Linked DNA regions of Sus scrofa: all the other regions are linked to region 2. The links are chromatin contacts, called in public Hi-C and promoter capture Hi-C maps. All regions are on one chromosome and are shown on one strand. Each heading gives the region's core, a stretch centred on a gene start, on an enhancer-like site or on the middle of the called end of the contact. The rest is flanking DNA. Distances are from core to core; before and after follow the strand shown. Region 1 holds the start of DHX34 (probable ATP-dependent RNA helicase DHX34). Region 2 holds the start of NAPA (NSF attachment protein alpha). Region 3 holds the start of EHD2 (EH domain-containing protein 2). Region 4 holds the start of CCDC9 (coiled-coil domain-containing protein 9). Region 5 holds the start of SELENOW (selenoprotein W). Region 6 holds the start of NOP53 (glioma tumor suppressor candidate region gene 2 protein).

Region 1 (3,294 bases), core at 270-2,769, 140 kb after region 2:
TCTGACACTGTCTTCTTGGTTCTACTTGCTCTCTGCATCCTCAGAATTAATCTCTTCATTCGTCTGGCTGTATCTCCCGTTTCCCACCTATCTTCCTCCATGCTCATCTCTTGCTTTCTTTCCCAGATCCCTCAGCTGCCTCTTTTCAATCCCTCTGTCAGCTCTTGCCAGGTTCTCCCTATTTCACCGGCTCCATCTTTCTATTACCCAGTGGCCTCTCCTGATTCGTCTCTATTTCCTTCATTAACCTGTCATCCTATTGGGTCTATTTCCTTTTTTTTTTTTTTTTTTGGTCTTTTTAGAGCCGCGCCCTCGGCATATGGAAGTTCCCAGGCTAGGGGTCAAGTCACAGCTGCAGCTGCTGGCCTACACCACAGCCACAGCAACTCCAGATCCTTAACCCACTGAACGAGGCCAGAGACTGCACCCACATCCTCATGGGCACTAGTGGGGTTCGTTACCGCTGAGTCACTACAGAAATTCCCCTCTATTTCTTTTGGTCTTTTTTTTTTTTTTTTCTTTTTGCCTTTTCTAGGGCCGCTTCCCGCGGCATATGGAGGCTCCTAGGCTAGGGGTCTAATCGGAGCTGTAGTCCCCGGCCTACGCCACAGCCACAACAGATCCAAGCCGCGTTTATGACCTACGCCACAGCTCACGGCAATGCCAGATCCTTAACCCACTGAGCGAGGCCAGGGATAGAACCCCACGACCTCATGGCTCCTAGTCGTATTCCTTAACCAGAGACACGACGGGAACTCCTCTCGCAGTCCCTGTGAACCTCTCTCGTTGGGACCCACCAGCCTCTTGCTCTGGACCTCGCTAGTTTTCAGCTCTCAACCTTCCTGGCTTTGGCTCCCTCAATGCGTCGAAGATTCTTTTCGTGCCTCTACTGTAGCGGGAGGGGGCCGTGCCCTCCCAGATCAAAGGGAAGAAGCCGTGCTGCACCGCCTCCATCTGACACGCATGCGTACTTCTATATCCCTGAGCGCAAGCGCATCTACAGTTGTCCGCCTAAAACTTAAGAGTATTCCTGATAAGAGGGACAAAGAAACTTAGACGTAGCGGAAAAACAAGCGGGGTATGTAAGGCAGCGCCGTTCGGGGCTCAGCCTCTGGATACTAATCCACCAAGCCAGTGCCTGCACGAATAAACGCTGCTTCCTGGTAAAAAGCCTTAGCGTCTCCTTTCCCAGGACTTAAGCCCCGCTCACACTACTCCTTTCAGCCTCCCCGACCCCCAGGGAACGCTCAGGCTCCATCTCGGTCCACTTCTCCCCGCCGTTCGGCCTCCTCGGGCACATGTCCTCATCTCGGGATTTCTCTCTACCCCTCCCATCGTTCCCAAGCTGTCCCGGGACGCAGCCCAACTCCCGGCGCCACCACCAACACCCAGCGCAGCCGCTCGACCGCTCACCTCACTAACCACAGCGATCTGCTCAACTTCCCGCCCACTGCCCTGCACGCGCCCGAAGCCGGTTCTGCGCCTGCGCACGCCACCCTCACAGCCCAGCCCCGCCCCGCCGCAGAGGGAGGACCCAGTGGGCAGCTTCCAGTAATCCGTCTGCGCCTGCGTCCGGCGCTCTCAGGCCCGGCCTCCCTTCCGGCGGAGCCTGGGAGGAAGCTGTAGCGTCTTGGGGCGGGGAAAGGCAGCACGGTGGTTTGCTTTGCCTTTCGCCTGAAGAGCCTCTTGCCCTCCCGGACCAGTCGGAGGTCCGGGTATTTAGCCCAGCTGGGAAGCTGGCTGGAGCCCAAACACTATTGAAACACTCCCATGAGTGTTTTCTTTATTATAGTTCGTAATTATTAGTGCGTAATTCTGTTAATGTACAATTCACCCTATGAAGTCACTAATAAGTGATACAACCTGACTATCCGGATTTCCGTCTTGGAGGTCCTAGTGATACCTGAAAGATAATACAGGAATCTGGCTTCTTGTTCATCCAGTTGAAGAATGAACTCCGCGAACACAAACGCAGCAAGCAAGCAAAGTGTTTATTAAAGGAAAGCAGATAGCTCCCAGGCTGCTGGGAGTGGGGGAGAAGAGCCCCCTTTCTCTGTTGTCCTATAGGGGTTTTTATCCCTTAAAGATGGGGGGGTACCAACCTGGGGTCCGGAAAGATGTCGCTTTCTCCCAGTGGCCTTGTTCAATTACCTATATCAGTCCCTGTCCAATAGGGCCTTAGGGGTGGAAATGTCCCATAAATGTCATTGTTTCTTTGACCTTTTCTTCCCGTAACCCGAGTCACAGGGGATTAGGGATTAAAATCCACCTGGGCGTAGGTACACTCCTTGTAGTAAACAAGGCCTGTGGGATGTTACTCCCTGGAGCCCTTAGGCCACAAATGTTAATCAAAGGCCATATCAAAGAATGCATGGAAGCCCAGGCTCCTACACTGACAACCTGAGTTAATATTCTCCCTCACTAGCTTGAGGTCATCTTTGCGTTTACTGGTTCCTCTACGGAGAATGTTCTCCCCAGGGACTATCATGGCTTGCAGCCCCACAGTTTTCAGCTTTCTGCTCAAATGTTACTTTCTGGGAGATGTCTTCTCTGACTATGCTACTTTTTTTTGGGGGGGTTCTTTGCTTTTTAGGGTTGCACCTGTGGCATATGGAGGTTCCCAGGCTAGGAGTCTGGTCGGAGCTGCAGCTACCCGCCTATACCACAGCCACAACAACGCGGGATCCAAGTCTGCGACCTCATGGTAATGTAGGATCCTTAACCCACTGAGCGAAGCCAGGGATCGAACCCAAAACCTCATGGTTCCTAGTCCGGATTCATTTCTGCTGAGCCACTATGGGAACTCCTGACTACACTACTTTAAATAGAATCACTCCTTAGCCCTTTCCTGCTTTGTTTCTCTCCATAAAGAATGCAGTTCTGCTTGACATCCTATTTCTTTTAATCTGTCTTTCCCACCAAAATGACTACAAACTTGGGGGGTTCGGGGAGTTCCCTGGTGGTATAGTGATTAAGGATTTTGCCTTGTCCCTGCTGTGGCTCGGCTTCATTCCCTGGCCGGGGAACTTCCAAATGCTGCTCACACACAGCACCCTGTCCCCCCCCCACATAAAAAACCTTCAAGGGTTCAAGGGCCTGCTGGCTTGTGCGTCTGGATGAAGGATGGGTGAGTAGTGGGGAAAGAGGTGGGGAAAAGGAGGGGCAGAAATCATACACACCAAAGCAAGAGCTTTGGTTTCTACTCTGAGTGAACTGGGACCCACGGGCGGAGTTCCATGGACTTTAGATTTTAACAGAGTCCTCTGGCTCCCAAGTAGGGAACGAATATGGGAT
Region 2 (3,438 bases), core at 158-2,657:
GAGCTAGAACCTCTGCTCTCAGTTTTGCCTCTATCTCTCAGTTATGGGCATATCTCAAAGACACTGCAGGTGCAGTTGCAGATCACCACAATAACACCAGTCACAGGAGTTTTTGTTTCCCTGTGCATATAAAAGTTACCTTTACACTATCCCTGAGTCTGTTAGTGTGCCATAGTATTGTGTAAAAAAAAAAAAAGTACATATCAATTAAACGTACTTATTGCTAGAGTTCCCATCGTGGCTCAGTGGTTAACGAATTCGACTAGGAATCATGAGGTTTGGGTTCGACCCCTGGCCTTGCTCAGTGGGTTAAGGATCTGGCGTTGCCATGAGCTGTGGTGTAGGTTGCAGACGTGGCTCGGATCCCGCGTTGCTGTGGCTCTGGCGTAGGCCGGTGGCTACAGCTCCGACTGGACCCCTAGCCTGGGAACTTCCATATGCCACGGGAGCGGCCCAAGAAATGGCAAGAAGACAAAAAAAAAAAAAAAAAAAAAAAAGTACTTATTGCTGTCATCTGAGCCTTTAGCCAGTCGTAGTAGTAACATCAAAGATCACTCTTCACAGGCCGCCCTAACAAATGTAGTAATGAAAACATTTAAAGTAGTTCAAGAATTATCAAACGTGACACTGAGACGTGAAATGAGCTAATGCTGTTTGGGAAGCAGCGCAGCGCAGACACTCCTGCTCAAGGCAGGGTTCCCACAACCTTCAACTCGTCCAAAACGTAGTATCTGCAAAGGGTAATTAAAGTACAAATAAAGTGAGGTATGCTTTCTTCACTGCCCTTCCCAAGCCAGTTTCAGCATAGGTCGACAGAGGGCGCAAGAACAAGAAGACCAGTTTCCTTCTCGCCACAGACGCCTTTACAAGTGAAGGACAATAGGAGATAAGGAGCGGAGGCGGGGACTAACTACTGCGCAACGGAGCTGTCAAACCCAGGCGTGGTTTGGTCGTAACTTCCCGCACGGCCCAGGAGCTGTCACGTGAGAGGCATCGGTCAGCTGACTGGGATATAAATTCCACCGGGGAAGGTACAGGCGGAGCCAGGGTCTGGTGCTCATTGGTGGAGGCGGATCCAGCCAGGTAACACCTCGAGGAGGAGCTTGCGGGGAGGAGGAAGGGTCCTTGGCGGTGAGGACTACGATTGGCTGGCGTTGAATCACATGGGCCGTCACCCCGAGCTTCCGGAAGCGAGGCGAGCGCAGTGCGCGGACTCTTGCGCATGCGTCCAAGCACCAGGTCGCCGATTGGAAACTGAGAGTCACGGGGCGGTGTAAGGCAGCTGGCGGGGGGCGGGGCCCGCGGGGCGCGCGCCGCGCTACGAGGCCGCTGGTTGGCCAGCGCGGAGCACGTGGTGCCGGGGCGCAGGAGGCGCGCGCCGGAGCGACGTCAACGCAGCCCACTAAGCTCCCCCGACCTGTGTACCGCGGCTCTGCCGCGGCTGAGTCCTCCGAGGGTTGGGGTTCGGCGGTTTGCTGAGTACCTTTGCCGCCGCCATGGACAACTCCGGGAAGGAAGCGGAAGCGATGGCGCTGCTGGCCGAGGCGGAGCGCAAAGTGAAGAACTCGCAGTCCTTTTTCTCGGGCCTCTTTGGGTAAGAACTGCGCCGGGCAGTCGGCCGGGACCTACGCTGAGAGGACGCAGGAGTCATGGGCTGAGGCGGCGGTAGAGACGAAGGGCTTGAGCCTCGAGGATGGAGGGCGTCACTGGATTACGTGACATGGTCTAAGTCAGCAGAGGGGACGAGGCTGAGGGCTAGGGGGCCCCGGGTGTGGCAGTGGCATCATGGTTTGAGGAGAGACTGAGAAGATGGCATTACCCTGGGCTGAGGACACCCAGGCCAGGGTGACACCATCTGGAGGCGGCAAGGGGACCCAGGCTGAAGACGGGCCAGAGCAGCAGCTGGGGTGAAGAAATGGTCTGAGGCCTTGCGGGGAACCTGGCCTGCGGAGATTGAGGGAGCCTGGGAGGGCAGCCAGGTCAAGCAGCTTTTTGAAGCTCTAGGAGGACTTATTTGAAGGATCTCAGACCGGCGTCTTGAGGCCTGGGACTGAGGAGCTCTCCCGCTCTAGGGCCTCACCTTTCCAAGTCCTGAGGTGGTGGATTTGTGTGAACTCAGGGTCAGGGCTTAGGTGATCCTGGGAGTGAGGAGCCCAGGTCTGAGGTGTGTGAGGTGTCTGGGCTGAGTGTGGTCCTGGTTGCCGGGAACTAGTATCAGGGGATCTGACACCCGGGTGAGATCTGGGCGGAGGCCTCCCTGGGGTGATGGAGCGAAGGCTGATGAGGCCTGAGCTGGGAGACTGGAGACCAAGTGGGCGTGGGGGGAAATCAGTGGAGCTGGCTCGGTTTAGGACTGGGGAGGATAAAAGGAAGAGATGAGAGGAGTTCCCATTGTGGCGCAGTGGAGACGAATTCGACTAGGAACCCTGAGGTTTTGGGTTCGATCCCTGGCCTTGCTCAGTGGGTTAACGATTCGGCGTTGCCGTGAACTGTGGTGTAGGTTGCAGATGCGGCACAGATCTGGCGTGTGGCTGTGACTGGCCGGCAGCTGTAGCTCCGATTAGACTCCTAAACTGGGAACCTCCTTATGCCACAGGATTAGCCCCCCCCCCAAAAAAAAAAGGGAAGAGATGAGAAAACCAGAAGGGGCTGAAGGCCTGCTGAATGGTCCTTGAGTGAGGTTTGGGCGGGCAGTGCGAGCAGGATGAGCAGCATGCCCAGGAGAGGGCTGAAGGGGGCTGGGCCACAGACCCAACACCCACAGTGTGGCAGGCCTTTCACATAAAGTTCATGTCAGCCCATCAAAGCTTTTCTGATGGCTACCCATTGAGAAATGTTCGTGACTGAGGGGTGTCAAAAGCCCTGGGTTGAAGTGGGCTCTGCCGTTTCCTGACCTTGGGCAAGCTCTTTACTTTCCCCATTACAGAGGCTCTTAGTGATGAAATTTAGCTCAGATGTTTGCTGCTAGTATTGAATAAGAGGGCAGGCAAAGGGCTTAGAATTGAGCTGGGGGTGGAGAGGCACTGGGGCCTGATGGGTTGTACCCATGAGGTGAGCAATGTTTCATTTGAGAGGCTGAGGGCGGGGAGAGGGTACAGGTGTTTCTTCTTCCCTCGCAAGGGAGAAATTCAAGTGCGGTCTTGGGGGCTGAGGCCAAGAGCTCAGTTTTCAGTACTGGTCTTCCTGGGTGGCTCTCGGTGTCTGGTCCCTTTGGGCGGGGGACTAGTGTACCTCTGGGCCGTGCTTGGAGGGAGCAGCTAAGTCAGAGCCTGAGACATTTGCCAGCTGGTTAGGAAGGCAAGACGAACACTCGCTAAACCGGTAGTGAAGTAGACTTCTCCAGGGTGCCATTCTGCCATTGGTGTGAGGTTTTCGACCTGAGAGCGAGCTGCAGGAGCTGAAGGAAGGCTCTGGAGAGGCGGGAGCCGGGCCCCAAGG
Region 3 (3,104 bases), core at 84-2,583, 150 kb before region 2:
CAGACCCAGCTCTAACTCATGTAATCTCCACACCAACTTTGTAAGGTAGGGCTATTATTCTCCCCACTTTTCGGACAAGGAGACAGAGGTTCAGGAAGACAGCAATAACTTGCCAAGATCATTGTGCTAGAAAGTGCTCAAGCCAGGACTCCAGGCAACCTGACCACAGAGACTGCAGTCTAAGGGGTGAGGGAGGGAGAAGTATCAACCCGGCAGCAACGAGCACCACCAGCACCCAGACCGTGTTCTCAGCATTCCCTCACTGGCCTTTCATCCTCTGTAGGATCTGTAGTGATGTCCCCTCTTTCATTCCAGGTATCACTCATTTGGGTCTTTGCTCCCTTTCTTTTTTTCCCTCTCGATCAGTCAAAGTAGATGCTTACAATTTTACTGATCTTTTCACAGAACCAACTTTCCATCAGATTGGTGTCTCTAAATGCCATTTTCCACAAAAAGAAACTGAGGATTCTTGGAGAAATGGCTGATTCCTGGGCTGAGGCGGGGATAGGACGAGCCTGCATCAGAGAGTGGGGAGGTGCTCAAACATGGACGGGGCATGTTACAGGGACACAGACCTGGGTTGGCAGGACTGCCACTGGCCAAAGTTGGGACAATTTGAATGTTAAAAATAACTGCAACCCAAATATGTTAAAATCTATAAAATCATAATGCTCCTAAAAAAAAAAAAAAGGAAAAGAATTTGGGAAGGTGAGGCAGGGAGGTAAAGGAGAGGCTGGAGTCAGGATCTGGGATGTTGGGGGGGGTGTCCTGCGGAGGGATCTAGGGGACATCTTGGGAAGGCGCCTTGGGGTGGCTGGACCGGGATGGGCGAGGGCAGGAGAGGGACCAAACAGGACACCGATGGATGAGGAGGATCCCCAAGGAGGGGCTCTCCTCCGGCCAGAGGACGGGGCAGTGGGAAACATTGGAAGGAAGGAGGCGAGTGAGGGGACGTTGTTATGGTCTGGAAGGGGCTGGGAGGAGCGGGCCCGATAGGGGTCGGGAGGAACCCAGGAACCCAGGAGACCGTTACACACGCACTGGGGTGGGGACTGAGGGTCCCTGGCGAGTAGGGCAGGCTCGGGGACTCCGCGACGCAGGCTGGGAGGGGACAGCTGCGATCCGGGGCTACTCACCGGTGGGGAGCGCAGGCGGCTGCACCCGGCGACCGAGCTGGGCGGGAAGGTGGGGGGGGGTCCCGCGGGGATCCGAGGCGCCCGCGGAGCGGCCTGTGCTCGAAGTCCCGTCCGGAGCCGTCTGAGCCGGGTGGGGCCCAGAACCGGGAGGAGGGACGGGAGGGGCCGGGGTGCGGGCGGGACGAGGCGCCCCCCCCTCCCCAAACCCGGCGCTCGGCCTCTGGCGCCCCCTGGTGGGGAGTGGCAGGGCGCCTTGGCGAGATGGGTGAGCGCGCGGGCTTCCCGTCCCGGGTTCAAATTCCATCTCTCCCTCTTAACAAGGGAATAGTAATAATTTATTAGTATAAGTAATACTAGAAATTTTAAAACATATGCGAGCTCATGAAACCCCTCTGCTCACAAGCCTCCCGGGCTTTTCTTCACGAACCTAGATGCCAAAGTCCTCACTGTGGTCCGCCAGGCTCTGCCCTCCCCCGCCCCATCTGCCAACTCCCTCTGCCCTCACCTCCCTCTCTCCCCGTGGCTCACTCCCTCCAGCCACACTGGCCTCCTCGCTGTTCCTCAAATACACCAACCACCCTCCAACCTCAGGGCCTTTGCTCATGCTGTTCCTCCACCTGGAACACGTCTCCCCACCGCCCCCACCTCCCCAGGACCCACCTCTCCTTCAGGTCTCTACCCAAACGTCACCTCCTCGGAGAAGCCCTCCCTCATCTTCCTGTTTAATGCAGCACCAACCGTCTGTATCCATCATGGGGGCTTTATTTTTCCCCAGCGTCTTTATCAGCCGTCTACATATTTTCCATTTTCCCGCTTCAGCGAGGGTCTCCCTCGTGAGAACCTGAGCCCCCGTGAGAACCTGAGCCCGGTGAGAACCGGGACTTCAGACCGGGTGGTTCCCTGCTGTGTCTTCCTCTGGCTCTGCATATGTTTGTTGAATTAATCCCTGACCATTTACCAAGCGCTTCCTATGTGCAGGCACCGCTCTAAGCTCTTTGCATGTATTGGCACATCGAGTTCTTGGAATACCCCTGAGAAGAAGGTCTTAATTGTTCCCATTTCACAGATGAGACAACTGAGCTCTGGGGAAGTGAATTCCGAAAACCCAGAGAGATTTGCTCAGGGCCTAGCCACACGCCTGGCTCATAGCAAGTGCTTAAGCATCAGCTCTAATAATCCAGATCTGGGTTAACCCCTGGGAAGCGACTTTGCCCCTGCAAACCTGTTTCCCCACCTGTCAAATGGGTCTTGGTTCTTGCTTCACAGGATCGCTTCCCTTGAGTCTTTACTCAAAAGGCACCTCCAGCACCCTACCCTGCTCTTCGAAGCCCCCTCCCCATTCCTAATTCCTACTTCGTTTACCCTCCTAGCACTTATCACCAAGGGCCACAGTATGTATGTGACCTTTTTTTTTTTGGCTGCACGCATGACATGCAAAAGTTCCCAGGCCAGGGATCAAACCCATGCCACAGCAGTGGCAACACTGGCTCCTTAACCTGCTACACCGCCACAGAACGCCTCCTGCGGTTCTATTCTAAAAGCTTGACATGGAGTTCCCGTCGTGGCGCAGTGGTTAATGAATCCGACTAGGTACCATGAGGTTGCGGGTTCGATCCCTGGCCTCGCTCCGTGGGTTAAAGATCTGACATTGCCATGAGCTGTGGTATAGATCGCAGATGCGGCTCAGATCCCATGTTACTGTGGCTCTGGTGTAAGCTGGTGGCTACAGCTCCGATTCGACCCCTAGCCTGGGAACATCTATATGCCACAGGTGTGGCCCTAGAAAAAGGCAAAAAGACAAAAAAATAAATAAATGAAAGATTGACATGGATGGTCTCCCTCCCTCCCCCCAGGAGGCGAGGACTTATTATTATTGTTGATTAACCCCACTTCTCAGATGGAAAAGTCAAGGGACAGGGAAGCAATTTCTCTCTGGCCCGAGGCGCACAAGAAGGAGGATTTGTGCCC
Region 4 (3,192 bases), core at 3-2,502, 210 kb after region 2:
TTCCCCAAACAGACCCAGTACTCACTGGCGAGGCTTCCTGGGCCTGATGCGACCTCCCTAGAGAATACTGTACCCGCCTCTACACGGTCAAAACTTTCTGGCCCGCCTGCGGCTTTCCAGGGAAAAAGCTCCGTTCTCCAGCCGGTCGGAACGCCACCGGCCCACCCCGGGCAAAGCCAAAACTTTCCGACCCCGCCCGCACGCTCGCGTCAAGAAGCTGTCGCCCCTCAACCCGGCTTCGGATTTTCCCAGCCAACACTCTGGCCCCGCCCCCTAGATCCCCAGGCTGCAACCTAAGCCCGCCCCCTCCTTCTCGCGTTATTACACCAGGCCCGCCTCCAGCTCACGAGTCAACATTTGTGGTCCCTACACGATTTGCCCGGCCAACCTCCTGGCCACGCCCCGGACTCTGCACCCGCCTCGTCGCGCCAATATTTGGCCCCGCCCCCGGCGCGCCCCAAGGCAAGGTTCGAGCTCCACGGCGAGCTTCACCACATTGTGGGGAAGCTCCTGGCGCCTGCAAAACTTTCCGGCTCCACCCTCATCATTCCTAGCCAGTACCTGGCCCCGCCCACAGCTCCCCCGCTTCTTTTTGGCCCTGCCCTCACCGTCGCATCAGCCTCTGGATCCACCCCTGACTTCCAGGACCCACTTTCAGGACAGGAAAAACTTTCTGGCTCCGCCCCCAGCGTTTTCCGCCGGGAGTCCCGGCCCCGCCCGCACCGCTGGCTTCCATTGGCCCCGCCCCCAGCCCCGGCACAACTTTTGGGCCCCGCCCTCAGCTGCCCACCTACACTCCGGACCCGCCCGCAGACTGGCCCACCCCAGCCCTGCCCACCCGCCGACGTTCCGCCCAGCCAGCACCCACCCCTAGCCTCCCTTGTGGGCGTCCAGTCCCCGCCCCCCGCAGAGTATCTGACCCCGCCCCCGCGGGCTGCTCGCTACCCCGCCTGCGCTCGCGCCAGCTCCCCCACGTGGGCATCAGGCCCCGCCCTCTCCGGGCGCGCTCCCGGCCCCCTCCTAGGGTCACCTGTCCCGGAGACCCCGCGGCGTCCGCTACTCCGGCTCCGTCGGCCTCCGCGTCGGCAGCTCCCGGGCCCCGCGCGTCACTTCCGGCCCGCACCACGTGAAGAGGGGAACTAACGAGGGTCACTTCCGGTTGTTCTGGCTCGTTTCCGGGAGCCTTAAAGGCGCCGCTCGCGTCTGGGTAGAGGCGCAAAGTGAGATAAGCGGGTCGACAAGGGTGTTCCGGAAGCTTGCTGTACTGCCTTCTGCCTGAACGACCACCTTCCAGGGGGAGGAGACAGCGTCTTCTCTCTCTGGCCTCTACCTGCTTCCTGTTTCTCCCCTTTCCTGGTTCCAGTAAATCGGCGCCCTGCCCTGGGCAATGATAACCTGGAATCCTGACTTACCAGCTTGTGCAGGGGGTGGATGCTCCCCCACCCTTCTGCTAATGAAACCTTAGAATTAGTTGTAGAGACAAAATTTTCAACCGAAAGAATCCTTCCTTCACCCTCTAAATCAGCGTTGAGGGTGTCCCTAGTGGCCTAGCAGGTTAAGGATCTGGTGGTGTCGGTGCTGTACTTCAGGTTCTATCCCTGGCCTCAGAACTTCCGCGTGGCGGGGACACAGCAAAAAATCAGTCAGCACTGAGTGCCAGGCTCTGTGCTGGGAGGATGGGGAATTGGGCGTGAGGGGGCGTGTCAAAATGATGAACAAGGCAGACCCCATCCCTGTCCTCTTGAGGGAAGACGTAAGTATATGTGAAATAACAGAAAACAAAAATGTGTGAGATGGCTTGCAAGAGGGACGGGAAGAGAGGCTGAGGGTGAGGGGGCTAGGCGCCCAGGCAGAGGACACACAGCCTGTGCTAAGGTCCTGTGATGAGTGAGCTTGGTGCATTCTAGGAATTGCAGAAGCTCAGAGAAAGATCTGCTGGATTGCCTAGAGTCCAGAGGGTAACATGCATTAACCAAAACAAACATAATTAACATGTTATTACAAGTGATAATAAATGTGACAGTGGAGTTCATGTCGTGGCTCAGCGGAAATGAATCCAACTAGGAACCATGAGGTTTTGGGTTCGATCCCTGGCCTCACTCAGTGGGTTAAGGATCCGGCGTTGCCGTGAGCTGTGGTGTAGGTCGCAGATGCAGCTCAGATCCTGCGTTGCTGTGGCTGTGGCGTAGGCCGGTGGCAACAGCTCTGATTAGACCCCTAGCCTGGGAACCTCTATATGTAGTGGGTGCGGCCCTAGAAAAGAACAACAACAACAAAAAGTGATGGGACACCCTTACAGGGGATGACATAAGTGGGAGGCTGGATTCCCTGAGGTGGCCAGTAATTTCATTTTGTGATTTAAATCGTGGAAAAGGGAAGTACCTGGCAATCACCTGCCACTTACATAGTTATTGGGAACAGCCTTTCAGAGACCTTCTCCACGCATATAACTTAATTCTCTTAAAATTCCCCCAAATACCTGCCAAATTCACTATATCATTTTTAGCTCTTTATTCAAATGTCACCTCCTCTTAGGGGCCTTCCTTAAAACCACCCATTTGAAAATTACATACTTCTCATCCTTTTTCCTCTTCCAATTTTTTTTTTTTTCTCTTTCTGCCTTTTCTAGGGCCTCTCCTGCGGCATATGGAGGTTCCCAGGCTGGGGTCTAATTGGAGCTTAGCCGCCAGCCTACACCAGAGCCACAGCAACGCAGGATCCGAGCCGCGTCTGCAACCTACACCACAGCTCACGGCAACGCCGGATCGTTAACCCACTGAGCAAGGCCAGGGATCGAACCCGCAACCTCATGATTCCTAGTCGGATTCGTTAACCACTGCGCCACGACGGGAACTCCAAGAAAAAAGATTCTTAACTTAGGAGTTCCCTGGTGGCCTAACAGTTTAGCTTTGGCATTGTCACTGCTGTGGCTCAGCAAATTCCAAAGCCTCCCACTCAACCCAAAAAAAAAAAAAAAAAGATTCTTAATCGTATCTGAAAAGTCCCTTTTGCCAGGTAAGATAACATTCACAGTCTCCCGAAGGTGGACATCTTTGGGAGTCACTATTCAGCCCGCTCTCCACCCAACAGCCCAGTGGGGCAGACATGATTATTATCATTTTACAGATGAGGACACGAAGGCTCAGAGACATTAAGGAACTTCCCCACGGTCCCACAGCTCGGGTGGCAGAG
Region 5 (3,381 bases), core at 847-3,346, 200 kb before region 2:
AGGACAGACAAACATACCTTCTTGGAGTGAACCAACTTCCTGCTACCAATACTTCGAAAGAACCCCGGTGACCTGGGGAGTCCCCTCGCCACACTGGGGAAAGCAGGAAGGGGGTTGAAGGGGCTGAGGGCCCTCTTGGGCACACCCGCCCCTCCCAGGGAATGGAGAACACGGGTGAAGGGTGGGGCTGACCCAAACCACTCCCACTGCCAACCAGAGCCAAGGGACGGCCAGGATCACATTTGAGTCCTTCCCCATCCCCAAAACTCACGATGTCCAGGCGTCCAGGGAACTCTCTTCTAACTTCTTCTTGAGTTTGAAGATACTGAAAAAGGGGGTGGGAAGTCACAAGAGGGGTCAACAGAAGCCACACTAGCCAGTCCTCACCCACCACCTGCCAGGGATCCCTCTTGGGACCACTCTGCTTTACCTTGGACTTGTAGCCTCAAGCGCCACTGGTGGGAGAGTGTCCAAGAGATGGGTCCAGGAGAGGGAGAGTGCGTGACCGGAAGAGGAGGGAAGGGCAGGCAGGACAGAGAAGGAGGGATTAGGGTCAGGGGACAGGAAAAAATGAAGAGGAACAGGAGACAAAACCAAGGAGGGCCAGACACCATCGAGAGAGGAAAGACAACGAGTGTTCGGAGCAGCAACAATGGGGAGGCAGGGCACAGAACGAGGAACCACAAGGGAGACAAAAATGGGGGGGGGGGGGGAGCGCAGCACATGGAACAAGGAGAGAACACAAGCATGAGCCAGAGAAGAGAGGGAGGCAACACAGAGAAGTGGGTTAGGACGAGAACTGCTGAAATAGCATCTCCACCCACAGCTCCTGGAAGAATCTAAGGGAAACCATTATCCCTGCACTCCCAAGACCCCCAGACCTCAGGATGAAATCGAAGCGCCTCCCGACCCTGAGAGCCGGCTATGGCTGGCTATTTCGGACTGGAGTCTTGGGCACAGGCCCGGCGTCGGGGAGGGTTGCTCAAAATGTCATTCCACCCTCTGCTTGACATTCCTAACAGATCTGAGTCTTTCAAAAACCCAGGCTGTGCCTCCAGAGGACATTTTGCAGACATGGCAGCCAGGGACCCTACATCCGGGTTACCCCTGTGATGTGCAGTCTGGGCCACAAGCTGCTGATTCGGCCCCCCCCCCCCCGCTTCACTCCCAGGCTTGGTTTCCCATCTGTAAAACGGAGCTAGAATGCCCCACCCAAGGGGTTTCTGGGAGCCACCACATGCCACCACGCCTGTGCATACCTGCACAGCCACAGATGCCAGAACCACAAAGCGTATTTAGTTGGCTCCGATCAAGCACCCCCTCCGAGGTAACTATTAAGATATTCTCTCGCTCTCCGTCCACAGAAGGGGAAAGTGAGGCCAGCAAAGGAGATTAGTACGAATGGCATCCGCGTATGCACTTAAGTCCTTTCCAACACAGCCCGAACTCGAACCTTCTCGATCTAGCCAGCCCCACCCACGGCTGTTCGCGGTACTGGGGAGGGGAAACGGAAGCGCTGAGGAGGCTCCTTTCCATTACAAACCGACCCCACAGGCTGCCAAATCGAGTCCCGGAATCGGGGGTCGGAGTGGGGTATAAAGCGGATACATGTGTCTCAGTACTACCTTTTACGACCGGGATGTCCATCTAGAATGTCACCAATTGGGTCGGAATGGGGATCGACGCCCCACTTCCCGCCCGGCCCACCTCGCCACGCCGGAATCCCTTTTCTCGGACGGATCCCATGTGTTCTGCCCCCGATGTCCCCAGCGCCCAGCTCAGCCGGGACGGAGGACGGGGCCGAGTGGAGGTCGGAGAGAGGATTTCTGGCCCTCGTGCTCACCAATAGACGACTCGAACGGCGACACCATGATTAGGACTTAGCACCCGCAGCACAGCGGACACCGAGCCGAAATCCAGAAAGGACGGCGAGGTCTGCGCCCCCGGCCGGAGCATGCGCACAGAGCCTGCTAGTCGGCGCTCCACGGCGCGGACCAACGCGGGGGAGGGCGGAGGAGGGGAGCAGGCGCCACCGCTGGGACGGGGGGTTCCTGCGGCCGCCACCCTGAGCCCTCATACAACTCTCCCTTCTCTCCCCTGTGAGGATACAGAGCATCCCGACAGAGGAAGTCCCGGGAGACGCTTCTGTGCGTACCCTCCCCGATCCCCCCCTCCGGGGCGGAATGGTATGGCTCATGGGGCGGGGGTTCAGGGCCAACCGCTACTGGCGGGAATGGAATGCAAGTGAAGACTGGCCAGCCGGTTGGGGGAGGCTGGGAGGGCCAGAGGGCAGAATCTGAAAGAGTTCGGGGTACGGAGGGGAGGCCCCTGAAGCTAAGTTTTCCAGTGAGCGCTCCAGGGTCCGGCTACCTTGTTAAAGTCTGTTTCGGTACTCGGGCGCCCCTGATCAGCATTGCGATCTCCCCTTTTAGTGTCTTCCAGCCTCCCGCGGCGAGGGTTCGTGGAACGTCCTGGCAGCTGGCAGCTGAGTTAAGGTCTTTATGCTACCGATGCTGTCTCCGAGCCTCAGTTTCCTCGTCTGGAGGATGGGCATAATCGCCTTCCGGGAATACTTACCGATTTAACAATAGGTGTGGGGTACTGCTTGCAAGCCCTACGTTCCGAAGATAACAGCAACAAAAAATAGACAAGAGCCCCGCCCTCAAGGGAGTGATTTGGCTAGAGAGGAAAAGAGATTTGAAGCAACATGAAATAGGGCTTCCTTCCCCTGAGGGGGTGACGGGAGCGTTCAGTGAGTTCACGCCCGAGGAAAAACAAGAGGAGCAGCTTAGTAAAAATTAGCTCTGCCCAAGGTTTTCCAGCCACAGCTCTGTGTTTGCCCTCTGGGCCTCACTGCTGCGACCAGATATTCAGGCATTGGCAGACAAGGCTGAAGTGCCACTCCACCTCCGTTGGTGGCAGAGTGACCTCTGATCTCTGTGGTCTTGGGAGGACAGAATGAGCCTATAATGTAGAATACTTAAGGCAAAGCTGGACTAGTCCGTGTCCCACAAATAGAGATCTTTTTCAGGCTTCCTGGGTCTCAAAACAAAAAGCCAAGCTTAGCTATTCTGCCCTTGCCTGGTTCCTGGTTCTCTTCTGGCCCTCTCAGTGCCCTAGCTACGTGAAATCACAGACCTCACCCAGTCACCTGCCTCTGGGCCTTTGCATGTGCTGTTCCCACCTCTCCTGCTGCCTGATCCTGTTCATCCTCCAGGAATCAGCTCCAGCACGTTTTAGGGGAAATTTTGTTTCATAAATGATGCCTTCTCCACATTACATCTGTATTCCTTTGTGTCATCACCAAGTGCCGCAGGGAGTTCCTGTCGTGGCTCAGTGGTTAATGAATCCTACTAGGAACCATGAGGTTTCGGGTTTGAT
Region 6 (3,458 bases), core at 351-2,850, 170 kb before region 2:
TCTCCTCCACTAGTGTCTGCATGTCCCCACGCTGCATCTTGGCAGATTAAAGCAAGCATGTTAAAACGAGTTTCATACCTTCTCTATCAACTTGATACTTCTGCTCTATTTTATTTTTTTTTTTAGGGCCACACCCATGCATATGGAAGTTCCCAGGCAAGGGGTCAAATTGGAGCTACACTGCCGGCCTACACCACAGCCACAGCCACGCCAGATCTGAGCCACACCTGTGACATACACCACAGCTCATGTCAATGACGGATCCTTAACCCACCGAGCAGGGCCAGGGATCGAACGTACGTCCTCAGCGATGCTAGTCAGATTCATTACTGATGAGCCACCATGGGCACTCCCTTCTGTTCTCTTTAAAGCATACCTCACTAACCAAAACGGGCCTGATTTCTCACCCCCCAGCCTTGACTTGCTTTTCTGCAAATTAACCTCCTAATTTATGTCTTATTTACTCATCGGCGCACACTGCTGCTGGCTTCTCTGGCCACTGAGATCTCCAAAACCTCAAAAAGAAAATGAGTTCTTGAAGGTAGTTGCTAACTTGCGTTTTTTTGGCCACATCTGCAACATGCGGAAGTTCGTAGGCCAGGGATCAAACCCACACCACAGCCATGACCTGCGCCCCAACAGTGACAAAGCCAGATCCATAACCTGCTAGGCCGCCAGGGAACTCCTCTAGCTTGCTTTCTGTTCATTCCAGGCCTTCTAGTCTACAGTAAAGACCCTTTTCAGCAGCTGTTTGTCACCCAAGCCACATCATTAACACAGATTCTTTCACAAGTTGAGATGAACTAGATAACGACTAATCGTGACCACACGATGCCACCCTTCCTCACCTTTATTCTTGGAGCCAGTGTCCACGAAGAAGAGTTTTTCATCCGGGGCCTCTGATATCAAGCCACTGGGAAATGCAAACGCAGAATATCAGCCACAGAAGTTGGGAGGAAGCAAACTGCTGCAGAAGGTGCAGATTTAACCCCTCAGGGCCCAGCTATCCCATTATGCTCATTCGGACACGCTCTTCCCCCATGAGACCCCTCCAGGTCAGGGCCCCATCCCTCCACTTTGCGGAACTTAATACTTAAAACGCGCTAAGCTTGGGTGGGGGCGAGGGGCACAGTAATACTAGAATGTATTCGTTGTTTACCTAGGTTCTAATTTAACTGGGAGTCTTCTAACCGGTAAACCTATCACGTCCCCATCCCCGCCACTTCCCAGCGCTGCCGGGACCCGCGCTTCCTGACCCCCGGAAGTCCCCCCAGCAGCTCGGCCTCGCACCCCGCCACCCAGAACCAGGCTCAGCTCCCGGAAGTCCCGCCCCACGCACCCGCTCGTGCGCTCCTGCAGCCGCACGTCCTCCAGGAACTGGTCGACCTCCAGTCCCAGCGGCTCCTGAGCGAGCCGCCGCCACCCCCGCTTCTTATTTCTTGGGCCTCGCCGCCGCCGCCTCAAGGCTGGGTCCACCGAAGTGGGCCGCAGCCCCAGGAAGCCAGAGTCGGCCTCGCTTTTTGAGCAGCGCGCACCGCCAGCGGCACTACTTCCCGCCGCCATCTTGTTAAAGGAAGCACTTGGCCGCCAGCACCCTGAAAGTCGACTTCGCGCATGCGCGCGCCGGCCCCCCGCCCTCTCCCATGACCTCCTTCCGGTGGCCGCCATCTTGGTAAGGTGGCTGGAGCCGCAGAGGGGCGTGGAGGCCGCCCTTCTTCCTCTGTTATTCGGGTCAGATCCAGGTTGTAAGTTTGGGGCTCTAGCTCTCAGCGACGCACCTCTCCCGGCCGCCCAGGGATACTTTTAAAATCTGAGTATTATTTTTAATTTTTTTATTTCAAAACAATCTAGTTTTCTTAAGAAAAGTTAGAACCATGACAGATTTGGCACAAGACACGTTCCAGTCTCAAAATGCGTCTTTCCACGTTCCAACCCTAAGAATCTTGGAAATCCGAGAGCTTTTTGAATGTCAAGGTTGGGAACACAGAAGGTTACATGCGAGGAATGTTAGAAACTCTAGAAGCGCAGGCTCCGAATGAGTCTTTTCTAAGCTACGGAGCAGTGCTTCATTTGCTTCATCTGTGAAATGGGGGCGGTAATGGTACATCTGCCTCATAGGTTATTCTGGAGCTAAAACAGGGTAATACATACAAAGCCCTTAAGGTTGTGCGTGGCATCTCATTGTTAGCTATTGTTACTGCCTCACTCCCTGAGATTTCATCTTACAATCAATTTTTGCTGTTTACAAATAAGGAAGGAAGCTCAGGGGCCCTGGCAACCATCCATAGGGATCGAGAGCCTCCTAAAGGCCGTTCTCCACTCGAGAAGGAAAAAGGTACAGAGCGGGAAGGCGCCACGCAGCGCAACTCCGCATCGGGAAGGTGATAGGCCCGGATTGTGGCCCTTGGAGACCTGATCACCTACCACCTGGGACCGGGATTGCAGTCGCCACCAGCCAGCCTTGCTGCAGGGTGTCCGCCAGGGGGCGCCGGGAGCTGCGCCACCGCGCGAGCGTGGGCGGGAAGGGCGCGAGGCCAGCGTGTCCCGGGGCGCCGTGGGTGTGGCCCTGGGTGTGAGTCGGCGGACCGCGAGCGGGGTCCGCTGCAGAGCGGAGGCCAGAGCCCCCGGGCGTGAGCGAGCGCACACTTGGCGGTCCTGTTGGGCAGCGTCCCCTCCTCCCCTCCGAGTGCCCGTTGGTCCCCAGTGTTACGTGTCAAGAGCTGTGTACCTAGGTTGGGTGGACGAGGGCGGGGGCGCGCGCGCGCGGGCGCCCCAGGGCTTGGTTCCCAGGCCCCCGCGGCAGGAGGTAGAAGGGAGGGATGTCCCGGAGGGAGGGCCCCAGAGAAACTTTTCTTTGGAAAATATGTCGGTCTGGCCCCCAGCCCGGGCCTGAGTCATCAGGCTCCCGCCGCATTGAGTCATGGCCTCCACCCCGGAGAGCCTGGAGGGGAGCCCCCCTGAGGTCCTGCCCTGGGCTCTCCTTCCCAGGGGGTTGCAGGGAGAGCGATCCCGCCCCCCAGCCCATCCCAAGACAGCCCGACTCCCTCAGGGAAAGAAGCCTTGGCTTTATTTGCACTGTGGGAACCGTTCCTATTATGCTCACAGGCCCTTCCCAGGCATGAGGTGAGGGGTGATGGGAGCGGGAATCCCAGCCAGCACCCTGGAGGGGCATGGGCCCCATCTATGTTGCTCTTCTCCATCTTTTCCGTGGGGTCCCCCACCAAGGTCAAGCACTAATATGTGGTGAAGGCAGGAAAATGCGTGTGTAGGGGGGTGAGGGTGCCCTGTAGGGGAGGGGGGGCTGTAGCACCAAGAGCCCCTCCCCCCACGACGTCCCTGAAAAGGAGTCTAAAAATAACGTCCTGGGGCCTTAGTTTCTGGCAGGGACTCCACTTAAATATGGCCTGATGGTGGCTCGGGAGGCTGTCTAAAATTCGCAGTCTAAAATTCGGACCACC

The links. Promoter capture Hi-C pulls out the DNA fragments that hold promoters and counts their contacts. Hi-C and Micro-C count contacts between places; a contact is called where the count stands out from the background.
Region 1: a Hi-C map of liver shows a contact between it and region 2, with 6 times the contacts expected there. The contact joins the promoter of DHX34 here to the promoter of NAPA in region 2. A contact is called at or near these places in 3 of 47 Hi-C or Micro-C datasets (epiblast stem cells, heart right ventricle and liver) and 1 of 2 datasets of contacts at active chromatin or transcription factors (alveolar macrophages).
Region 3: a promoter capture Hi-C map of fetal liver shows a contact between it and region 2, with 2.5 times the contacts expected there. The contact joins the promoter of EHD2 here to the promoter of NAPA in region 2. A contact is called at or near these places in 4 of 5 promoter capture datasets (fetal liver, fetal skeletal muscle, liver and 1 more), 9 of 47 Hi-C or Micro-C datasets (brain, embryonic fibroblasts, epiblast stem cells and 5 more) and 2 of 2 datasets of contacts at active chromatin or transcription factors (alveolar macrophages and skeletal muscle).
Region 4: a contact with region 2 is called in a promoter capture Hi-C map of fetal liver, with 2.2 times the contacts expected there. The contact joins the promoter of CCDC9 here to the promoter of NAPA in region 2. A contact is called at or near these places in 2 of 5 promoter capture datasets (fetal liver and liver), 2 of 47 Hi-C or Micro-C datasets (heart right ventricle and liver) and 1 of 2 datasets of contacts at active chromatin or transcription factors (alveolar macrophages).
Region 5: a Hi-C map of heart right ventricle shows a contact between it and region 2, with 2.4 times the contacts expected there. The contact joins the promoter of SELENOW here to the promoter of NAPA in region 2. A contact is called at or near these places in 2 of 47 Hi-C or Micro-C datasets (embryonic fibroblasts and heart right ventricle).
Region 6: a Hi-C map of skeletal muscle shows a contact between it and region 2, with 5 times the contacts expected there. The contact joins the promoter of NOP53 here to the promoter of NAPA in region 2. A contact is called at or near these places in 1 of 5 promoter capture datasets (liver), 4 of 47 Hi-C or Micro-C datasets (epiblast stem cells, heart right ventricle, liver and 1 more) and 1 of 2 datasets of contacts at active chromatin or transcription factors (alveolar macrophages).

What each region holds. Positions count from the first base shown.
Region 1 is chr6:53,129,418-53,132,711 of Sscrofa11.1, reverse strand. It overlaps DHX34 (probable ATP-dependent RNA helicase DHX34), which reads right to left and starts at 1,519. Exons shown (of 18, transcript XM_003127246.5): 1 at 1,414-1,519.
Region 2 is chr6:53,273,207-53,276,644 of Sscrofa11.1, reverse strand. It overlaps NAPA (NSF attachment protein alpha), which reads left to right and starts at 1,407. Exons shown (of 11, transcript NM_001244384.1): 1 at 1,407-1,594. The coding sequence starts at 1,497.
Region 3 is chr6:53,421,718-53,424,821 of Sscrofa11.1, reverse strand. It overlaps EHD2 (EH domain-containing protein 2), which reads right to left and starts at 1,333. Exons shown (of 6, transcript XM_003355959.4): 1 at 1,137-1,333.
Region 4 is chr6:53,063,237-53,066,428 of Sscrofa11.1, reverse strand. It overlaps CCDC9 (coiled-coil domain-containing protein 9), which reads right to left and starts at 1,252. Exons shown (of 15, transcript XM_021094629.1): 1 at 1,031-1,252.
Region 5 is chr6:53,469,278-53,472,658 of Sscrofa11.1, reverse strand. SELENOW (selenoprotein W) reads right to left here and starts at 2,096. Exons shown (of 6, transcript XM_021094647.1): 1 at 1,844-2,096; 2 at 431-455; 3 at 272-325; 4 at 18-93. The coding sequence starts at 1,871.
Region 6 is chr6:53,441,595-53,445,052 of Sscrofa11.1, reverse strand. It overlaps NOP53 (glioma tumor suppressor candidate region gene 2 protein), which reads right to left and starts at 1,600. Exons shown (of 12, transcript XM_021094646.1): 1 at 1,340-1,600; 2 at 849-913. The coding sequence starts at 1,563. EHD2 (EH domain-containing protein 2) reads right to left here. Exons shown (of 6, transcript XM_003355959.4): 6 at 3,046-3,458.